2 separate regions of the Mus musculus genome follow, and region 1 is linked to region 2. Evidence: chromatin contacts called from public promoter capture Hi-C data. All regions are on one chromosome and are shown on one strand. Each heading gives the region's core, a stretch centred on a gene start, on an enhancer-like site or on the middle of the called end of the contact. The rest is flanking DNA. Distances are from core to core; before and after follow the strand shown. Region 1 holds the start of Rtn4 (reticulon 4). Region 2 holds the start of Pnpt1 (polyribonucleotide nucleotidyltransferase 1).

Region 1 (4,257 bases), core at 96-2,595, 560 kb after region 2:
ATCAATGCCAACATAAAACCAATGTGAAACAGAAATTATAACATTTCTTATAAATTCTGGGAATGTAGTGTGTATTTTATTCACAGAACACACTTCATTTCAGTGCTCAGGAGCTAAAAGCAGCCAGTTGCTTCAGTACTAGACAGTGCACATGTAGACTGAACAATTGGAATGCAGGCAATCCTCTCTCCAGAGTAGGCATGCAGCCAGTATTTTTGAAAAGTGTATAAGAAAGATAAAGGGACTCTGCAAACCTTGAAGCAAAGTTTTCTATGTTCTACCGTTTTCTTTCTTTCTTTCTTTCTTTCTTTCTTTCTTTCTTTCTTTCTTTCTTTCTTTCTTTTGATTTTTTGAAACAGGGTTTCTCTGTGTAGCTTTGGCTGTCCTAGAATTCACTTTGTAGACCAGGCTGGTCTCGAACTCAGAAATCCACCTGCCTCTGCATCCCAAGTGCTGGGATTAAAGGCATGTGCCACCACACCTGGCTACCGTTTTCTTTAAAGTGTAGCTTTGGGGGGGTGGGGGTGGGGGGGACCGCACATCAGGAGACATGCCATTCCAGCATATCAAACCAGTGAGTGTAGGGCTTCCCGACTCCTAGGAAGCCTGAATCATCCGGGATGTTGACTCATCAGCCTGAGGTGAGTGAAAAATAGTGAACCAATTTTGCCTTCCAAGGCATCTATTTCAACGTTCCTTCCCCCTTCTCCCTTTCTGGTGACTCATTCTCCGTGCACTTTTAGAGTCCAGCAGAATGCAAGGCCGAAAGCATTCTAAACAGTGAGCCCAGAGCTCCGGGTAATCTAGCACAGCTGTTTTGCCTACCTCATTCCAGGCCTGCAGTCTAGAAAGGGAGGGAACTTGAAAGTGTCAAATAAATGTTTTGTTTTTCTTTCTCCTTTTGAGGTGGTGGTAGTTATGCGTTGGGACCATGTCTGAAAATAAGTCTTTTATCTAAAAAAATCCGTAAGACCTAATTCAGTCTTGTTAGTACCTTTCTCCACTTTTTTTTTTTTTTTTCCCTTTTCGGGGAGGAAACTTTCCACTCCTAGGTCCCCAGGATAACGCCCTTCCACAGGCTTCTTGGAAAACTCTCCAAATCCTGGGACCGCAGCCCGCCCCCTTTTGGTAGACTAAAATCCCGCTGTAGGCAAGGCCAAGTCCCCGCCCCATTCCCCAACTACACTAGGTGGGGGTGGATCCCAGCTCCAAACCCCGCCCTCCGAACGCCACCAAGGAAGTATGGCAGGCTCCGCCTGCACCCTATTTCTATTGGACAACCCCGTGATCCATCTTCTCTATCCCGCAGCCTATTGGCTCTCTGTCCCCCGCGCCAGCCAGCCCTCCCCTGCCGGGAAGGTGAGTCACGCCAAACTGGGCGGAGAGTCTGCCCTCCTCTCTCAGTTGCTCATCTGGGCGGCGGCGGCTGCTGCAACTGAGGACAGGGCGGGTGGCGCATCTCGAGCGCGGAGGCAGGAGGAGAAGTCTTATTGTTCCTGGAGCTGTCGCCTTTGCGGGTTCCTCGGCTTGGTTCGGCCAGCCCGGCCTCTGCCAGTCCTGCCCAACCCCCACAACCGCCCGCGGCTCTGAGGAGAAGTGGCCCGCGGCGGCAGTAGCTGCAGCATCATCGCCGACCATGGAAGACATAGACCAGTCGTCGCTGGTCTCCTCGTCCGCGGATAGCCCGCCCCGGCCCCCGCCCGCTTTCAAGTACCAGTTCGTGACGGAGCCCGAGGACGAGGAGGACGAGGAAGACGAGGAGGAGGAGGAGGACGACGAGGACCTGGAGGAATTGGAGGTGCTGGAGAGGAAGCCCGCAGCCGGGCTGTCCGCGGCTCCGGTGCCCCCCGCCGCCGCACCGCTGCTGGACTTCAGCAGCGACTCGGTGCCCCCCGCGCCCCGCGGGCCGCTGCCGGCCGCGCCCCCCACCGCCCCTGAGAGGCAGCCGTCCTGGGAACGCAGCCCCGCGGCGTCCGCGCCATCCCTGCCGCCCGCTGCCGCAGTCCTGCCCTCCAAGCTCCCGGAGGACGACGAGCCTCCAGCGCGGCCTCCGGCGCCAGCCGGCGCGAGCCCCCTAGCGGAGCCCGCCGCGCCCCCTTCCACGCCGGCCGCGCCCAAGCGCAGGGGCTCGGGCTCAGTGGGTGAGTGCTGCTGCGCGTTACGCCCCTCCCTCTTTTGTGTCTTGGCCCGGGGGAGGAGGGGACGGGCAGGGCTGCTCGGGACCCTAGGGCTTTGTCTACGAGTGGCAGGGTGATGGCGCCCCCGCTGGCGGGAGGCGGGCAGAAGGGTGGGGCGGCCTCGGAAGCCTGGGTGCCTTCATTGTTTGTCGGGGTTTCGGGGAGCACGTGCACCGCTGCCAAGTCGCTGGTTCCCATTCCAGCACGAAGTTCTCGCCTATCAGCAGCTAGGAGTGTGTTGAAGAACTAGGATGGTGGATTCCTTGGGCTGGGCTGGGCTGGGCTGGGCTGGGCTGGGCTGGGCTGGGCTTGGAGGTGGGAATGGGAAGGCTGTGGTGCCCTAATCCCTTTATTTAAAGGATGGGCGTTTGTCGACCACTCTACAGTTTTTTTATTTTTTAGGGCCTGCCTTCCTTCCTGCCGGGCGTCGGGGGATCCCCTTGCACTAATCCCCTGTTTCTTTCTCCCTTTATTGGTGGGGAACTGGCCGAGCTGCTAACGTCTATACAGTAACCCAACTGCGGTGAAGGGGGAGCGAGCGCCTCCAGTGGCGTGGTTCCAGGAGAAAAGGGAAGGAGAGACTTTTGGTGAAGTTCTGCCACCGCCCAGTTCATTTGTGTTTAATGTGGTGATTCCTACACCAGCCTGAGAAACGAGATCTGGGCATTTTGTTCCGATGGGGCATAGTTATCCAGGGCCTCAGTTGTGCTGTAAAAGAAATTGCCAAATTTAATGGCATCTCTTAGCCTTTAAATGCATCGAGATTGACTTGTAGAGAAAAGGCAAAATGGTTGACCTTAAAAAGGGGCAAACCTGTGGATTCCTGGTCAGGAATTAGTTGAACTTGTGGTAGATTTATCCTGAGACATAATGAAATGTTTTAGGGCAAATGTTCCTATATTAGTTAGAAGTTTTTATAAGTATATGATTTACATTGACAAAATGCATTGAATATTGTTTTATTGCCCTTTTTATTTTGGAAAGGGAAAAAAATCAAATTTTGTAAAGAACGAGAATGCATCTTAAGTAGTTTATTACTTTGGGACAAAGTGTCTTGCTAGCAAAAAGCCTTTTTTTTCTTTTTGTAAAGTAAGGTAAAAAATTAAATGGTATAACTGCCTGCTGGGAAATTTTCACAACATTCCAGATCTAGGAGGTTTTATTTTTTTAGAGAAATAATATCACCCCAGAGCTTGCAGTATCTTTTTTATTACAATTAACTCTCTTATAATGGGGATAATGAATCAATAGAAGTGATCCTGGGTAACAATTCATTATGGGCACACCAAAGGCACTATTCAAAAACAACTCCTACAGTAAAGAATTTAGATGAAGACTGCCTTGTCTTTTCATTTTTATTTTCCTTTCCTTTTTTTTGAGGGAAACTAAAGTAGAAAAAAATAAAGTATTAAAATTTTAAACTGGAAACAATGATTGGCCAAACTATACTTTTCATTTTTTCTACTTTCATAGAAACAAGATAAATAGTTTTGTCCTTTGAATATGGAGGGGACTCAGGCAGCATCAGCATTTTCTTGAAATACTGACAAATTTTAGAAGATTTAGAAATACTAACAAAGTTTAGAAGACAAAAGAGGAATGTTGTCTACCCAGGAATTTTGTACTCATTGTGTTTTTTGGAAGCTTTATTCCCTTTATTGAACACAACAACAGTGAGTTGTGGTTGTTGATATTTAACTCATCGCAATACATTAGATTTCTTAATGCACTGAAGAGTTTGGCTATTGGCTGGTCCCTATTATTGGTTATCTAGGACACTTTACAAAGTTCTGGGCTTCCAAGGTGTGGCAGTAAGCAAGACTCATGCTCTCCTCATGGGGATAATACACAAAATAAGCACACAAAAAAGTACTAAAAATGATGGTGTTATGAAACGATAACAGCTTGAAGGGATGAGAATAACTGAAACATGTGTACCCTTTTTTTTTCTTCTTAAAGATCTATTTATTTTATGTATATGAGTACACTGTAGCTGTCTTCAGACACATCAGAAGAGGGCATCAGATCCCATTGCAGATGGTTGTGAGCCACCATGTGGTTGCTGGGAATTGAACTCAGG
Region 2 (4,751 bases), core at 1,441-3,940:
TGTCTTTGGCACTCTTTACACTCAATTTTTTAAATATTGATGTTCATGGCCATACTGCGGCTGAACGTCATTGTTCAGAGCCAGATAGGCCCAATGAGATGGTTAAATGGAAAAATGTCCTTGATAATAAATGGTATGGCCCGGATCCTATCTTGATAAGATCCAGGGGAGCTATCTGTGTTTTCCCACAGAATGAAAACAACCCATTTTGGATACCAGAAAGACTCACCCGAAAAATCCAGACTGACCAAGGAAATACTAATGTCCCTCGTCTTGGTGATGTCCAGGGCGTCAATAATAAAGAGAGAGCAGCGTTGGGGGATAATGTCGACATTTCCACTCCCAATGACGGTGATGTATAATGCTCAAGTATTCTCCTGCTTTTTTACCACTAACTGGGAACTGGGTTTGGCCTTAATTCAGACAGCCTTGGCTCTGTCTGGACAGGTCCAGATGACTGACACCATTAACACTTTGTCAGCCTCAGTGACTACAGTCATAGATGAACAGGCCTCAGCTAATGTCAAGATACAGGGAGGTCTCATGCTGGTTAATCAACTCATAGATCTTGTCCAGATACAACTAGATGTATTATGACAAATAACTCAGCAGGGATGTGAACAAAAGTTTCCGGGATTGTGTGTTATTTCCATTCAGTATGTTAAATTTACTAGGGCAGCTAATTTGTCAAAAAGTCTTTTTCAGTATATGTTACAGAATTGGATGGCTGAATTTGAACAGACCCTTCGAGGCTTGCCATCATTCAGGTCAACTCCACGCGCTTGGACCTGTCCCTGACCAAAGGATTACCCAATTGGATCTCCTCAGCATTTTCTTTCTTTAAAAAATGGGTGGGATTAATATTATTTGGAGATACACTTTGCTGTGGATTAGTGTTGCTTCTTTGATTGGTCTGTAAGCTTAAGGCCTAAACTAGGAGAGACAAGGTGGTTATTGCCCAGGCGCTTGCAGGACTAGAACATGGAGCTCCCCCTGATATATGGTTATCTATGCTTAGGCAATAGGTCGCTGGCCACTCAGCTCTTATATCCCATGAGGCTAGACTCATTGCACGGGATAGAGTGAGTGTGCTTCAGCAGCCCGAGAGAGTTGCAAGGCTAAGCACTGCAATGGAAAGGCTCTGCGGCATATATGAGCCTATTCTAGGGAGACATGTCATCTTTCATGAAGGTTCAGTGTCCTAGTTCCCTTCCCCCAGGCAAAACGACACGGGAGCAGGTCAGGGTTGCTCTGGGTAAAAGCCTGTAAGCCTAAGAGCTAATCCTGTACATGGCTCCTTTACCTACACACTGGGGATTTGACCTCTATCTCCACTCTCATTAATATGGGTGGCCTATTTGCTCTTATTAAAAGAAAAAGGGGGAGATGTTGGGAGCCGCCCCCACATTCGCCGTTACAAGATGGCGCTGACATCCTGTGTTCTAAGTGGTAAACAAATAATCTGCGCATGTGCCAAGGGTATCTTATGACTACTTGTGCTCTGCCTTCCCCGTGACGTCAACTCGGCCGATGGGCTGCAGCCAATCAAGGAGTGACACGTCCGAGGCGAAGGAGAATGCTCCTTAAGAGGGACGGGGTTTTCGTTTTCTCTCTCTCTTGCTTCTTGCTCTCTTTTCCTGAAGATGTAAGAATAAAGCTTTGCCGCAGAAGATTCTGGTCTGTGGTGTTCTTCCTGGCCGGTCGTGAGAACGCGTCGAATAACATCAATGCTTTTATTTCCTTTTGATTTATGACTCAAAATTACTACTATTCTAATTATTTTAGAGTGACATTAGGAAACATAGACTCCTTCCCATTTTAATATACCTCTCCAAAACTTACAACTGAATGAATGGTAAATTATTCAAGGGGTTCTCAAAAAAAAAAGTTTTTTCTTGTTTTTTGTTTTGTTTTGTTTTGCTTTGCTTTGTTATGTTTGTGTCTAAGTGTGTGCGAGTTTGCATGTGTGTGGATACACCAGTGTGTGCAGGTGACTGGGCGTGTGTGCCTGTGTGCGCGTGCGCGTGTGTGTATATATATATATATATATATATATATGTGTGTGTGTGTGTGTGTGTGTGTGTGTACGTTAAGAATGTGTGGAAGCCAGAGGTTAAAGTACGGTGTCTTGCTTGATAGCGCTCTACTTATTTTTTGAGGTAGGGTCCCTTGCTGAACCTGGAGCCCTCAGGCAAGTCTAACAAGCCAGGATGATTCATGGATTCATTCTCAGCCTCTGAACGTTGGAATTACAGGTGGCCTTCCATAGACACAAACCTAGATCTTTAGGTAAGAACCAAATAATCGTGAGTTGTTCAGTATTTATTTACTGTTACATTTATTAAACACATTGTTCTAAGACTTTCTTTCAAACCGTGATAACACTAGCGCGCGCGCGCACACACACACACACACACACACACACACACACACACACACACGGCGCGGGAAGTATTAAAGGGCTTTCTTTAAATCTATACATTTTTTTTAAGGTAGTACTTATTTTTCACCGATAAGGGTGGGGGAATAAAAGCTGACTGAAAGAAACGCATTCTGGTGGTTTGACTCTGGCAATTACAGAAAGCCTGCAAGGATTGCTTTCCCGGCAGTTTGCAGGCTCCACGGAAACGAAACTGCGTCCGACTCCGCCCACAGGAGTGCTGGCCAATGAGGCGCTGCCCAGGCCTTCCACGCTCTGGGTGTCATGGCGGCCTGCAGGCTGTGCTGCTTGTGCCCGTGCCTCCGACCGCTGGGCTGCGGCCCCCTCGGCCGGCCCGGGCGGAATCGGGCACTCAGCTATTTGCAGATGCGAGCGTTGTGGAGCAGCACCGGATCCAGAGCGGTGACTGTAGACCTGGGACACAGGTGAGAAACGGTGTGAGTTCGCGGTTTTCACGCGGCGTCTGTCTTGTCCATTCAGCCCCAGAAGTCAAATCCCCCCCAGGGTAGGAATCAAGCAGCCTAAGTCTCTTAAGTTCTCTACTCCAAACCTAAGGTCGAGATTTCCTTTTTCCGGATTTAAAGTCTGTCTCCCTTTCCCAAGCTGGCCGCTGCCTTTTGCCTCTTCATCTTCCTCCTAGCCCTGCGGTGAACTTCCTGAGTCCTATTGCCTGTGCCCCAGACATCCTTTCTCTATTTTCCGAGACCTCGAGCTCTGAAGTAGGAAACCCTAGGTAATGCGTTATCGTTCCGTGCCCCAGGTCCACTGATGGCCGGTGTGAGCCGGAGATGAATGCCAGTTATAAGATGCACATAGTCCTGTTAAACCTGTAGTGAAAGTACAGTTACCATCCAACAAAAGGTCAAAAAGGCAAATTTCTCAGTTAACAAGACACACGGCGGGGGTGTATATGTGGATATTTTAAATAATAGGTTTTTTTAAAGCTTTTCCCTAAAGCTCTACTTTTTGTGGCAGGCCGCTGCCCCGTGTCCTCCCTTGGCATCCGATTACTCTTCCCATCACTGTGTTCTGCTTGTTCATTCTATCAATCTTCTTGTTTATGTTCATAGAGTATTTAGGTAGGCATTCACTCACATGGTTTGGCATATAGAAACTTCAGAACTCTTCCATTTATTCCCAAATGCCTACTTCCAAACCCCAGAGGCTAGCTATGCTATGGGTCCACTATGTATTTGGAGGTATTTTATACAATATAATATTGAAAAGTAAATTGTTATGAGACAAAGTAAACAACAACAACAAAACACCATAAACTTAATAGCTTTCTTGGAACAATCAAAATTACATGTAAACACCATAAACTTAATAGCTTTCTTGGAACAATCAAAATTACATGTACTCCCTACCCCCCAAAATCTTTCTGACTTTCTGCATTATTAGAATTCATTGAATAACATACTGTTTCAGTTCTGATATCGCAATTTGTCAGGTCGTTCAAATTTCCTTTGATATAATCTGGTTGTTGACAAACATGCTTTTATTCCACCATCAATTGCTAACTAATACCAACTCTCTGATTGCACATTATACTTTGTACACTAATAATATTTGTGTATTTCTATATATTTCTGTGCATATTAAAGATGCTGCATAGTTCAAAGATTTGAAAGACTTATTAGACTAGAGGCAAAGAGCTAAGACACATACTGAGAGACTACAGCTGGTAGTCCCATTTGGAGAGCAGCTGGAGGCCCATAGGGCCAAGCCAGAGGGTAGAGCTCAGCTAAAGATTGAGGGTCAGAACTGGGTCAAGATGGATGGACATATGAGTCTATTTTGAGTTTTTATTTTTATATGAAGTATGTGACCATCTCAACATCTTTGTTAAGTTTTTAAGCATTCAAAATGTTATTTATCAGAAGATAGTCTTTATTATTTTTAACTTAGCGTACAAAACACTGTTATATATCAGAACATGAAAGTCTTTGTAGTCAATATTCAAAAGTTTGTATTTTTTTCCATAAAGTAATAGAGAAATTTTAAAATTATTTTAATAGGGAAGAGAACAGTTTGTGTGTTGGGTTAATACAGCCAACAAAGCAAGGGACGATAAGAGACTGAGCTGAGTCATAAGATGGGAGTTAATAGTTAGGAATTCCGTTTTCTCCCTACCATACTTCCTTCTCCAGATGCATCTTTTGCCTTGGTTCTCATTGTCTTTAAGCTGCGCTTAAATCTCTTGTGCTTTTGATGGTCACAACTCCTACTTACTCTTTTTTTCTCTGACAATTGGGAGCATTTCATTCTTTTTTTCCCCTCGATTCTCCAATTATTTTTACTTAGCAAAGAC

The links. Promoter capture Hi-C pulls out the DNA fragments that hold promoters and counts their contacts.
Region 1: a promoter capture Hi-C map of pre-B cells shows a contact between it and region 2. The contact joins the promoter of Rtn4 here to the promoter of Pnpt1 in region 2. A contact is called at or near these places in 2 of 39 promoter capture datasets (cranial neural crest and pre-B cells), 2 of 115 datasets of contacts at active chromatin or transcription factors (extraembryonic endoderm stem cells and memory CD8 T cells) and 2 of 9 other capture datasets (adipose tissue and liver).

What each region holds. Positions count from the first base shown.
Region 1 is chr11:29,691,553-29,695,809 of GRCm38.p6, forward strand. Rtn4 (reticulon 4) reads left to right here and starts at 1,346. Exons shown (of 9, transcript NM_194054.3): 1 at 1,346-2,141. The coding sequence starts at 1,637.
Region 2 is chr11:29,128,054-29,132,804 of GRCm38.p6, forward strand. Pnpt1 (polyribonucleotide nucleotidyltransferase 1) reads left to right here and starts at 2,691. Exons shown (of 28, transcript NM_027869.2): 1 at 2,691-2,865. The coding sequence starts at 2,705.